Linked DNA regions of Ovis aries: region 2 is linked to region 1. The links are chromatin contacts, called in public Hi-C maps. All regions are on one chromosome and are shown on one strand. Each heading gives the region's core, a stretch centred on a gene start, on an enhancer-like site or on the middle of the called end of the contact. The rest is flanking DNA. Distances are from core to core; before and after follow the strand shown. Region 1 overlaps CDC123 (cell division cycle 123). Region 2 overlaps CAMK1D (calcium/calmodulin dependent protein kinase ID).

Region 1 (4,761 bases), core at 783-3,282:
TACCTAACACTTCCACTGTGTTAACCAATACATTTAAATAACACTTGGAAAATTTGTCTGAGTTATGAAAAAACATGCAATCATTTGTGATCACTTTGGAATCTGGGCAACTGTTACAGAATTCCTCGTTAGACCCGAAATCAGTCCGGGTCCAGATTGACGAGTGTCCCATAGAAAGGAGAAACCACGCAGGCACGTGTTCTACTTTCATCTCCACCCGCTAGGACTCAGGCCCTCAGGAAAAGAACTGATGAAACAAGATTCCTCTCGAGAAATCTGCCGACAGTTCTACTGCTGTTTCTCTGCAAAATTTGCCTTTGCTCTCTGGTTGTTTTTAAGAACCCCTTTGTCTCTAATGCTCTGCAGTTACACTAGTCAAATGCTGTGAGTTCTCTAGAGCGGGCCAGTCAATGTGGCAGGAAGGAAGGAAAGAGAAACCATAGACTCAGTCAACTGGGAGAACAGTAACTATGCGAACTGACTCTAGACAACTCAGGTATTGCCTAAATCCACTGGCTGAGATCAAAATTTGATTATTTTTATAAGAGAAGACATCATCATTAAACTTTTATGGGTGGCAGTACACAAAATCACGAATATTTCAAAGTGGGAAGACCGCCTAGTTATTTTACTAGGGCACAATCCTCATTCATAAGCTTCCCTAAAACAATGGAAGATTACAACGTTATACGTCACAGAAAACAACCCTTTAATATCAGAAAAAAAAAAAATTATGCCAAGGACAGAAATAAAAGAGAAAAACATAGCACCCACAGAAAATTAAGCACCAAAGTGGTAGTGCTAAAGATTTTACTGCTCGTCAGGATCCAAAATAAGAGTTTAGGTACAGAGATTCCATTTCTTAAGGTCTCACTGGTGGTGGAAAAGCAAAGACAAAAAATGTTACTGAATTAAGGGAGACTGGGTGTGTTCATTCGAATTATCATAAATTCTTCTTCAAAAAGAGATAAAATATGCTATCTAAAATTGTAACAATCTAACACACTGTAAATCAGCTACACTTAAATTTTAAAAATACAATAAAATTAAAGTGATATAAAGTGGAAAAAGTGTCACCTAAATCAGTTCAGTTCAGTCATTCAGTCAGTCGTGTCCGACTCTCTGCGACCCCATAAACTGCAGCACGCCAGGCCTCCCTGTCCATCACCAACTCCCAGGGTTTATCCAAATTCATGTCCATTGAGTCGGTGATGCCATCCAACCATCTCACCCTCTGTTGTCCCCTTCTCCTCCTGCCCTCAATCTTTCAAACGAGTCAACTTTTCACATCAGGTGGCCAAAGTATTGGAGTTTCAGCTTCAACATCAGTCCTTCCCATGAACACCCAGGACTGATCTCCTTTAGGATGGACTGGTTGGATCTCCTTGCAGCCCAAGGGACTCTCAAGAGTCTTCTCCAACACCACAGTTCAAAGCATCAATTCTTTGGCGCTCAGCCTTCTTCACAGCCCAACTCACATCTACATATGACTACTGGAAAAACCACAGCCTTGACTAGACGGACCTTTGTTGACAAAGTAATGTCTCTCCTTTTTAATATGCTGTCACCTAAATAAATGGGCCTAAAAAAATTATAAGGTATAGGTTCTGTTAAGTCTAACTTAGGCAGAAAGTTTTACTCCTGAAACTATTTGCTGCTGAATTTTAGGGTTAATAACCAGTTCCAATAATCTTAAGAACAAAATGTATAAAAATTATGCTGATTAAAACTGAGCTTAAATTACTAAGAGAAGTGAACTTTGCTGACCTCTAGTAACTCTGCCTTCCTTAGTCATGCATGACCTTCTCAGAGAAACAATTAATGGATTAATTTTTTCACTCACTCAGCCCTTTCTTCTATATTCCAACTGAATACCAGATTTTTCTTTCTTGCCTTGGTCTACTGAAGTGACATCCCCATCAATAAAATAATTAGTGAAAGCAGCTTTCTGACTCAACAAGCCTTATCACAAAGAATGTTTATCTGCGCAAATAATTCACTCAGCAAGTACAATGCAGAGAGATAATGCTGTGTCACATTTCAGCTTCCACTTTTCAAAGCTTCTTGTACACAATAACCATTTGACTAACAGGAAAAATAACAGTGTACTTACTATTCCATGTCAAATTACAATGGGGACAGCAGTCCTAGTCATCTACCCTCTAGCTGGTCCCAACCTTCATCCTTGCTAATGGAACTGCGGTGTTCAGCTGAAGACATGTGGTCCTCTGGCACCCTGGGGTGCACATATACAGCTAAGCACAAAGTCCTTGAGCTGCGGGCCCGCACCTGCAGCACCAGCGTCACCTGGGAACGTGTCAGAAATTACATTCTTGGGCCCCAAGCCCAGCCTAGTGAATTGGAAACTTGGGAGGTAGGGACCAGCAAGCTGTGTTTTACCAAATTCTCCAGATGACTCTGATCCAAGCTGAAGCTGGAGAGCCTCTGTTCTAAACCAGTCACAGCATCTCTGTTCCCTCTGCCAACGACTGGATGAGGTTGAGTATGTGACCATGAGCTATCAGGAAGTCTCAGGGAAGGTTCCAGACTGCTTTACTTGCTCACAGAGAAGAACGAGAGGCAACAGAACCACCCCTCCTATTTTCGATTAAGATATTGTCATCTTCATACCATATGTGCAGAATAGCAGCTACCTTGTAACCATTCTGTGATGTTGGGTGATGAACCCAAACATCAAGCCAGTAAGCCAAGGGTGACAGAGGGAAAGACTGAAAGAGCCTGGTCCCTGCTGGGCCTGATGAGCTGCCGACAGCCCTTAGAAATAGTCCATCTCCAGACTCCCTGTTAAATAATGTATTTGTTAAAAACCCTGTGTGAGAACTCTTTCTGGTTGGCTTTCTGTTAACCTGTAAATGTAACTATGGTATCCTTGTTTCTTTTGTTGAAGCAAGCTCCCAAAGAGTGTAATGTTACATAATTTTCATAATGTTATATAATTCTACACACATAATTATATACTATAATATTCCTTCTTACACTCTAATATTTTACTTTGAAGTATTTTAGAAAAGAAGGAATTTATAACTTCATCAAATGAAAACACAAAGAACATTTAGAATGACATTACTGAAATTACATTCTGGTTTTGGTTCTATTAACTATAGGGATAAATTACTGAACAGTTTTGGGCCTCAACTTTCTAAATGATGGAAGGGTCAAACTAAATCACTGATAAGATCCTGTCCTACTTAAAGATCATACTCTTTAATTTTTAAGGGGTCTGGAAAGACCTCTATGATCAAAGTTCATCCATATTGACCCAATCAATAGGGATTTTTCTAGACTGATAAGACTTACGAATTGTTACATAAGTGATGACTGACAAAGATTTCTGGAAGTACTGCCTGTCTGAAAGTTCAGCACTTGGTATCTGTCCTGCCAACCCACACTATTTACACAGGGAGAAGGATGGTATTCTGCGGACAAACACTCCAAACACAGGGCCTCAAATGCACCTGCTGATTTAACCTATTCCCCATGCAAAAGTCAAAAAGCATAAAATGCAAAATGACTGACTAGTATTTCTACCCTTCACTGGAATCATAGCTAAATTCACCTAAGATAAAAGGAGAGTTGTGCTAAGGGAAGCCAGCAGGTCACTGGACTGCAAAAATGGTTTTAAACACCATCGGCTACAGAGCATTAAAAATGGTTTATATCCTGTGGAAAGGAAATGATGTCCTTATATATATATTCATTGTAACTAATAGCAAAAACCCATATCCAGCGAATTAACAGGTACAGGGTATTTCTGATGCAATATATTCCAAGGCCTCTTTACAAAAGCATTTGATGACAAAAAGCTCTACAATGGCACAAAAAATCTGAAAGCCACAACATCTTCTAAACAGAGGGTATCTTTCAGAATGAAAATGCTGCCCATCACCCCTAAAACAAACCAGTTTTTGAGTTTGTTTGGGTTTATTTGTTTTGGGCTTATTTGACTGAAATACCAGTCAGTCATTTCCTTATCACACCTGTGCCAACACAACCATAAAAGGCTGACACCTAAATATCACAACAGCATAAAGTTTTTTCTGTAAGAAACAGAAAAATCAACACAGCTAAACTCCTTTTACAATAAATTGGCAATACGATCATACTCGCTTACTATTACCTAACTTCGCTCTCTTTAACATAGTACTAAAACCACATGCCCGAGCTTCAGAACCAGACGTAAAAGAGATGATGCACAACTGACTTGTAGGGAACTTGTTTTTTTCAAGCTAGGCCCCTCTTCAAAAACAGATTTGAGGCTAACAGGGGATGAATTAGCAAACTGAACTAGGGAAGATATGGCAGGCATACACAATATTTTTCACCTGTCTATCTACTTAGTTTCTAGATTTTCTGATATGCTTTATCTTAGAGATTAAGGATTAGTTTAGTTGAGATTTGGGGTTTAAAATGAGGTAGGACAAGAAATCTAGAATAACCGCTGTTTGAGGACAGAACAGAAGTATGAAGAGATCAGCTACAGCTCAGCAGTGCAGGTGTCCAATCTGCCTCCAATGAAGATTAGCTACAGAGTAACTGACAGAGGGGAGAAAATAAAGTTCATGTCTAGGAATTTTTTTCTTTTGGCTGCAGCACGTGCCTTGTGGGATTTTAATTCCCCGACCAGGGATTGAACCTCAACCCTCGGCAGTGAGAGCGCAGAGTCTTAACCACTGGATCACCAGGGAATTTGCCATGTCCAAGAATTTATCCCAAGGAAAAAATCAGAAAAGCACACCAAGA
Region 2 (4,923 bases), core at 494-2,993, 330 kb before region 1:
AAATCAACGAGTGACTAATCTCAGCCTTCCTAAAGGGTTACAGGCCAAAGACACGCAAAACCTGGGCACCTGAATCAAAAAAAGGTTAGAAGATTCGACTCTTTCTTTCTTTCCTACTCCTATCACCACCCATAATAAATTACAGGTAGGTCTCAAAATCAGAATTATCTGATTTTTTGATAATTTTTAGAATTAATCTGAGGAGTTTTTAAATATAGGATAGATTTCCCTGGTGGTCCAGTGGTTAAGACTCCATGTTTCCACCGCAGGGGGGCACAAATCTGATCCCTACTCAGAGAACAAAGACCCCCGCAAACTGCTCCTTTAAAAACAAATAAGTAAAATTAAAATAAAATATATGCTATCTGGATCCACCCCTCCTGGAGATTATGATTTAATTGTCTTGGAAAGTGGCCTAGGCTTCTGAATTAGAAAAAACAAAAAAAATCCAAGTGATTCAAATGCAAAGTCTGAGTTCCTCTGATAAGTTACTGAGTTAATAAAAACCTTGAATGGTGAGAAAGGATTTACTTTTAAATACTTGGCTGAATACATTTATTTCATAACTGATCTGATTTAAAGATAAGATGCAGGGTGTCCTTAGGATGAAGGTTCAAGGCTACTGGGCCTACATATCAGTCCTCTGGGAAAAATAATATGAAAATTTAACAAATTTCAACTGGTTAACTATAACATTTCTAATATTTTAAGGTCTTAGTAAGGCCTTGAAACACTAACACATTTTAGGGAATGTTGTGATTTCCTTCTCTGGATTTTTGGCTACCTTTCTGTCAAAGGGTAATATACATTTCTCTGGATGTTTTAACATGAGAAGACGCCTTGGAGTCTTGCAGAACATAAAGCTATTACTTGCCTGGAAACAGAGATAAAGTCTTATAACTTTCATTTACCAGCTATGGATGTGAGAGTTGGACTGTGAAGAAGGCTGAGCGCAGAAGAATTGATGCTTTTGAACTGTGGTGTTGGAGAAGACTCTTCAGAGTCCCTTGGACTGCAAGGAGATCCAACCAGTCCATTCTGAAGGAGATCAACCCTGGGATTTCTTTGGAGGGAATGATGCTAAAGCTGAAACTCCAGTACTTTGGCCACCTCATGCGAAGAGTTGACTCATTGGAAAAGACTCTGATGCTGGGAGGGATTGGGGGCAGGAGGAGAAGGGGACGACAGAGGATGAGATGGCTGGATGGCATCACGGACTCGATGGACGTGAGTCTGAGTGAACTCCGGGAGTTGGTGATGGACAGGGAGGCCTGGCGTGCTGCGATTCATGGGGTTGCAAAGAGTCAGACACAACTGAGCAACTGAAATGAACTGATACGAAAATCCAGCCTCCAAAGACACCTTACGAAGGGACTCTCAGAAAGCTTGTTCCAGGGTCACTGCAGGTCATTCCAGTGCGAACTGAAGCCACACAATGTGCGATCCTGTGATGACCTGCAGCCAGAGGCTGACAGCCGGGGCTGCATCCCACGGCTTCCTCACACACACACTGTGCCCCAGACCAAAGACATGGGGTCTGCATTCAAGGAGCACCTCTAAGAGGCTTGTAGCTCTGAACAACTGGCATCCCTGTGAGCATAAAGGAAAGGGGGCCAAGACAATGCATTGGAATCCTGGGAAAAGACATCATGTCCCTTTTCTTTCCTATCACGAGAGCCCTGTGCTTTCTCTGTGCCAATACCCACGGTGAGGTCCTGTATTTCACAACTTGAATCCAGGCTCTGCCAAGCCCGCAGGTGCCCAGAGTGGCTCAGGGGCACGGCCCTGGCACAGCACAGCCTGCAGGTGAACGTGGAGCCCCGGGAGCATGGGTAAGGAATGCAGAGGCACATGGCTGCCACCTGTGCTCCCTCCAGACAACGAAGCCTCACGGCCAGAGGAGCAGGAGGCTGGAGGCTCCGTAAATCTGCTGGAATACTGTGCTGTTTGTTGCTAAAGCGAGGAGCAAGTTATACAAGAAAAAGATGGGGTGAAGAAGAGTTAAAAGAGTAAACTAGAGACAGAAGTCTGCTCTGAACAACTGTTTCCCATCAGCTCCATTTCAGACTGAGGAGGATGGAACTAGACACTTCTCAATGTTCTAGAAAAGTGCCCACCTTCAGACAACTGGCCAGAATCGAGCTTTCTTTAGCTTTTAAACATCAGTGATAAACAATGTCACTGCTCAGGGCTGCTCAGGTCAGCCCCAGGCTTCAGGAAATCAAATGCATTTGATGGAAAAAGTAGTGTTCGGGCACTTTCATGAGGATGTTTGTGGCTGACTGTGTGTATATATAGCACACAATCAGCCACACACACACACACACACACACACACACACTGTGTTCAGTCACTCAGTTGGGTCTGACTCTGTTGTAACCCCATGGACTGTAGCCTGCCAGGCTCCTCTGCCCATGAGACTTTCCAGGCAATAATACTGGAGTGGGTTGCCATTTCCTTCTCCAGGGGATCTTCCTGACCAAGGGATAGAACTCATGTCTCTTGTGTCTTCTGAACTGGCAGGTGGATTCTTTACCACTGTGCCACCTGGGAAGCCATATATATATATATATATATCTGTGTTTTTTAATTGTATAAATTATATATAATATATATTTATCTGTTATATATTATTTATTATATTTATTATATTTATTATATTTATATATTTATAATATATATCATTTATACGACTTAAAAAAACAGAGGTAATCTCTACGACTGTCTAATAAGGGCAACTCTGTTCCTTCTTGAGAAAGCAAGAGTGAATTTCTTCATAACTGCAATTAGAGACATGATTAGAAAGAACAACATGTTTTGCTTTGTCAATGATTGTTAAAACGATGTATCTGATACATGCATAACCTCTCCAAATCGTAGTTTTATGGTAGATGGGTGTGAAGTGCTGAGGTAGTTTGGACTTTATAGTTTTACGACGTCCTGCTAATAAAAGATTATGATAAGCCAGGGGATGAGCACCAGGGCTATGAGCAAATTCTCAGGAATGATACTGTTCACAGATGGTGGCTCATAAACTAATTTCCATTCACCCCGCTTTCTAATCAGAATTTAAAAGGGAGTTAGGAACGCAATCGTGCTGTGAGGGATAAGGGAATGGGAGAAGCCCCGACATACGGACTGACCCTGACCCGGGAGGGGATGGCGGCTGTCCCCTGAGAGCTACACAGGGGTAGCCCGGGAGGGGATGGCGGCTGTCCCCTGAGAGCTACACAGGGGTGGCCCGGGAGGCGATGGCGGCTGTCCCTGGGCTCCTCCGCACACGCAGAGCAGCTGCTGTGCCCAGGCGTTGGCCACAGTCCTCAAGCCAGAGACGGGGGAGGGCAGGCCAGGCCGCGGGCACGCACAGCCCGCCAGGTGCGTTTTAGGTGACTGCCTTTTTCAGAGCAAAGCCATGGAGACTTTTTTCCCTCCAAACATCCAAGCATCTTAGTCCAACAACCAGACTTCCTTGAGGTCACTTTGGATCCGAGCTTTCCAGTCTGGTTTCCCCCAACTCCTCCATGTTCTTAATAAGTATTTTAGAGCCATCATGAGATACAACTTTTACAGACCCAACTCCAATAGATACCAAATGTGAACACAGTGGACACCACCAGCAGGTTGGCTTGTGTTCCCCTTGAGAGCACTTGTAATAAAAGTTACAAAATGAGATTTATACATTCACATTGAAAAAATACCACATGTCTTACCTGTGTGTGTACTGGGGCTCTCTATGTATAAAAACGTATTTTTTTAAAGGGTTCTGTTACTTAAAAAAGGAAGAAAACAAAGCAAAAAAGAAAGATAAGGAAAAAAGAAACCACTGCACTAAATAATGCAGAAGGGAATTAAAGTTTCTTCCCTGCTCTACCTAAAGAAGTCTAGTATTAATATTATGAGTATATTTTCAGATACAAAAGAGTCCTGTCCTCAGAAATTCATTCCCTAAGATGCTAATGTTCTTTTTTTTTTTTTCTGAATCTTTGGCCTCTTTATAATTAGTTATTTTAAGTTATGTTAAAATCAGGAAGACTCAAACAACGCAAAAAAAGCGAAACAAATGACAACCACTCCAGGATTCTTGCCTGAAGAATTCAACGGACAGAGGAGCCTGGCAAGCTACAGTCCATGGGTCACAAAGAGTTGGACACAACTGAGCAGCTAACACTTTCTTTCTTTTTTTTCCTTATGCACTGTCTGAAGTCACACAGTGCTGGGTTCACAGTGTTGGAGTTGCTTTCTCACCAGAGGCTGGGGGGCAGCCAGCACTGTGGAATACACTCTTGCAGGCACAGAGCCTAGCAGAATGATTTATCTCAGGGAAAGGATGCCAAGAATATTTGAGGAGTAAAGTACAGAAAGAATAAGGGCCTGGGTGGAGGAAGGTGCAGAGTGTGGTACCTCTTGCAACGTACACACAAAACTGAGTCAGAAGCCCCTGTGTGGACAGTGTGGACATGAGATAGTTAATCAAGGAGCCTTGGGGGAAGGAAGCTTCAACGTGGAAATGAAGACCAGCCGTTGCAGGATCTTGCAATGAGTGTGGAGTCAGATGAACCATCTGGTAGCTTTCCCTCTTTCATCTTTTTTTTTCCTCTCTTTTTTCCTGGGGTGTGGGGGATCGGGCTGGTGGCAAACCAAGCATCTGAAGGTCTAATGTGACTTTAGGACAAATAAACACGCAGAAGCTCGGCTCAACAGGACAGTTAGTCAGCTGTCAGGATGAACACTGCACAAGAATGTTACCAAATGCACTGCAGGCGGGCGACCCAGGGAAGGAAGGGAAAAGCACGAGCTCTTAGAGTCGCCACCACTCTTCCTCAAAGTCCACTGTACACGAGAGCCCTTGGAAGAGCACCAGCGCACATCACTTGCAGATAGCCAGCATAAAACTCACAGACCTAGACTTCATCAGACATCAAG

The links. A called contact is a pair of places that touch in the nucleus more often than the background predicts.
Region 2: a contact with region 1 is called in a Hi-C map of liver, with 3 times the contacts expected there. The contact joins two enhancer-like sites. A contact is called at or near these places in 9 of 16 Hi-C or Micro-C datasets (blood, hypothalamus, liver and 5 more).

The regions. Positions count from the first base shown.
Region 1 is chr13:16,174,557-16,179,317 of ARS-UI_Ramb_v3.0, reverse strand. All of the region lies in intron 4 of CDC123 (cell division cycle 123), which reads right to left. Among named protein-coding and RNA genes, the nearest start is that of NUDT5, 22 kb to the right of the region's middle. Within about 2 kb of position 2,032, at least 3 of the 54 cell types and tissues checked have an H3K27ac peak or open chromatin away from gene starts, as enhancers often do. A contact at or near this core is called in liver, where this site is marked.
Region 2 is chr13:16,499,986-16,504,908 of ARS-UI_Ramb_v3.0, reverse strand. The region is part of intron 2 of CAMK1D (calcium/calmodulin dependent protein kinase ID); the gene reads right to left. Among named protein-coding and RNA genes, the nearest start is that of TRNAE-UUC, 40 kb to the left of the region's middle. Within about 2 kb of position 1,743, at least 2 of the 54 cell types and tissues checked have an H3K27ac peak or open chromatin away from gene starts, as enhancers often do. A contact at or near this core is called in liver, where this site is marked.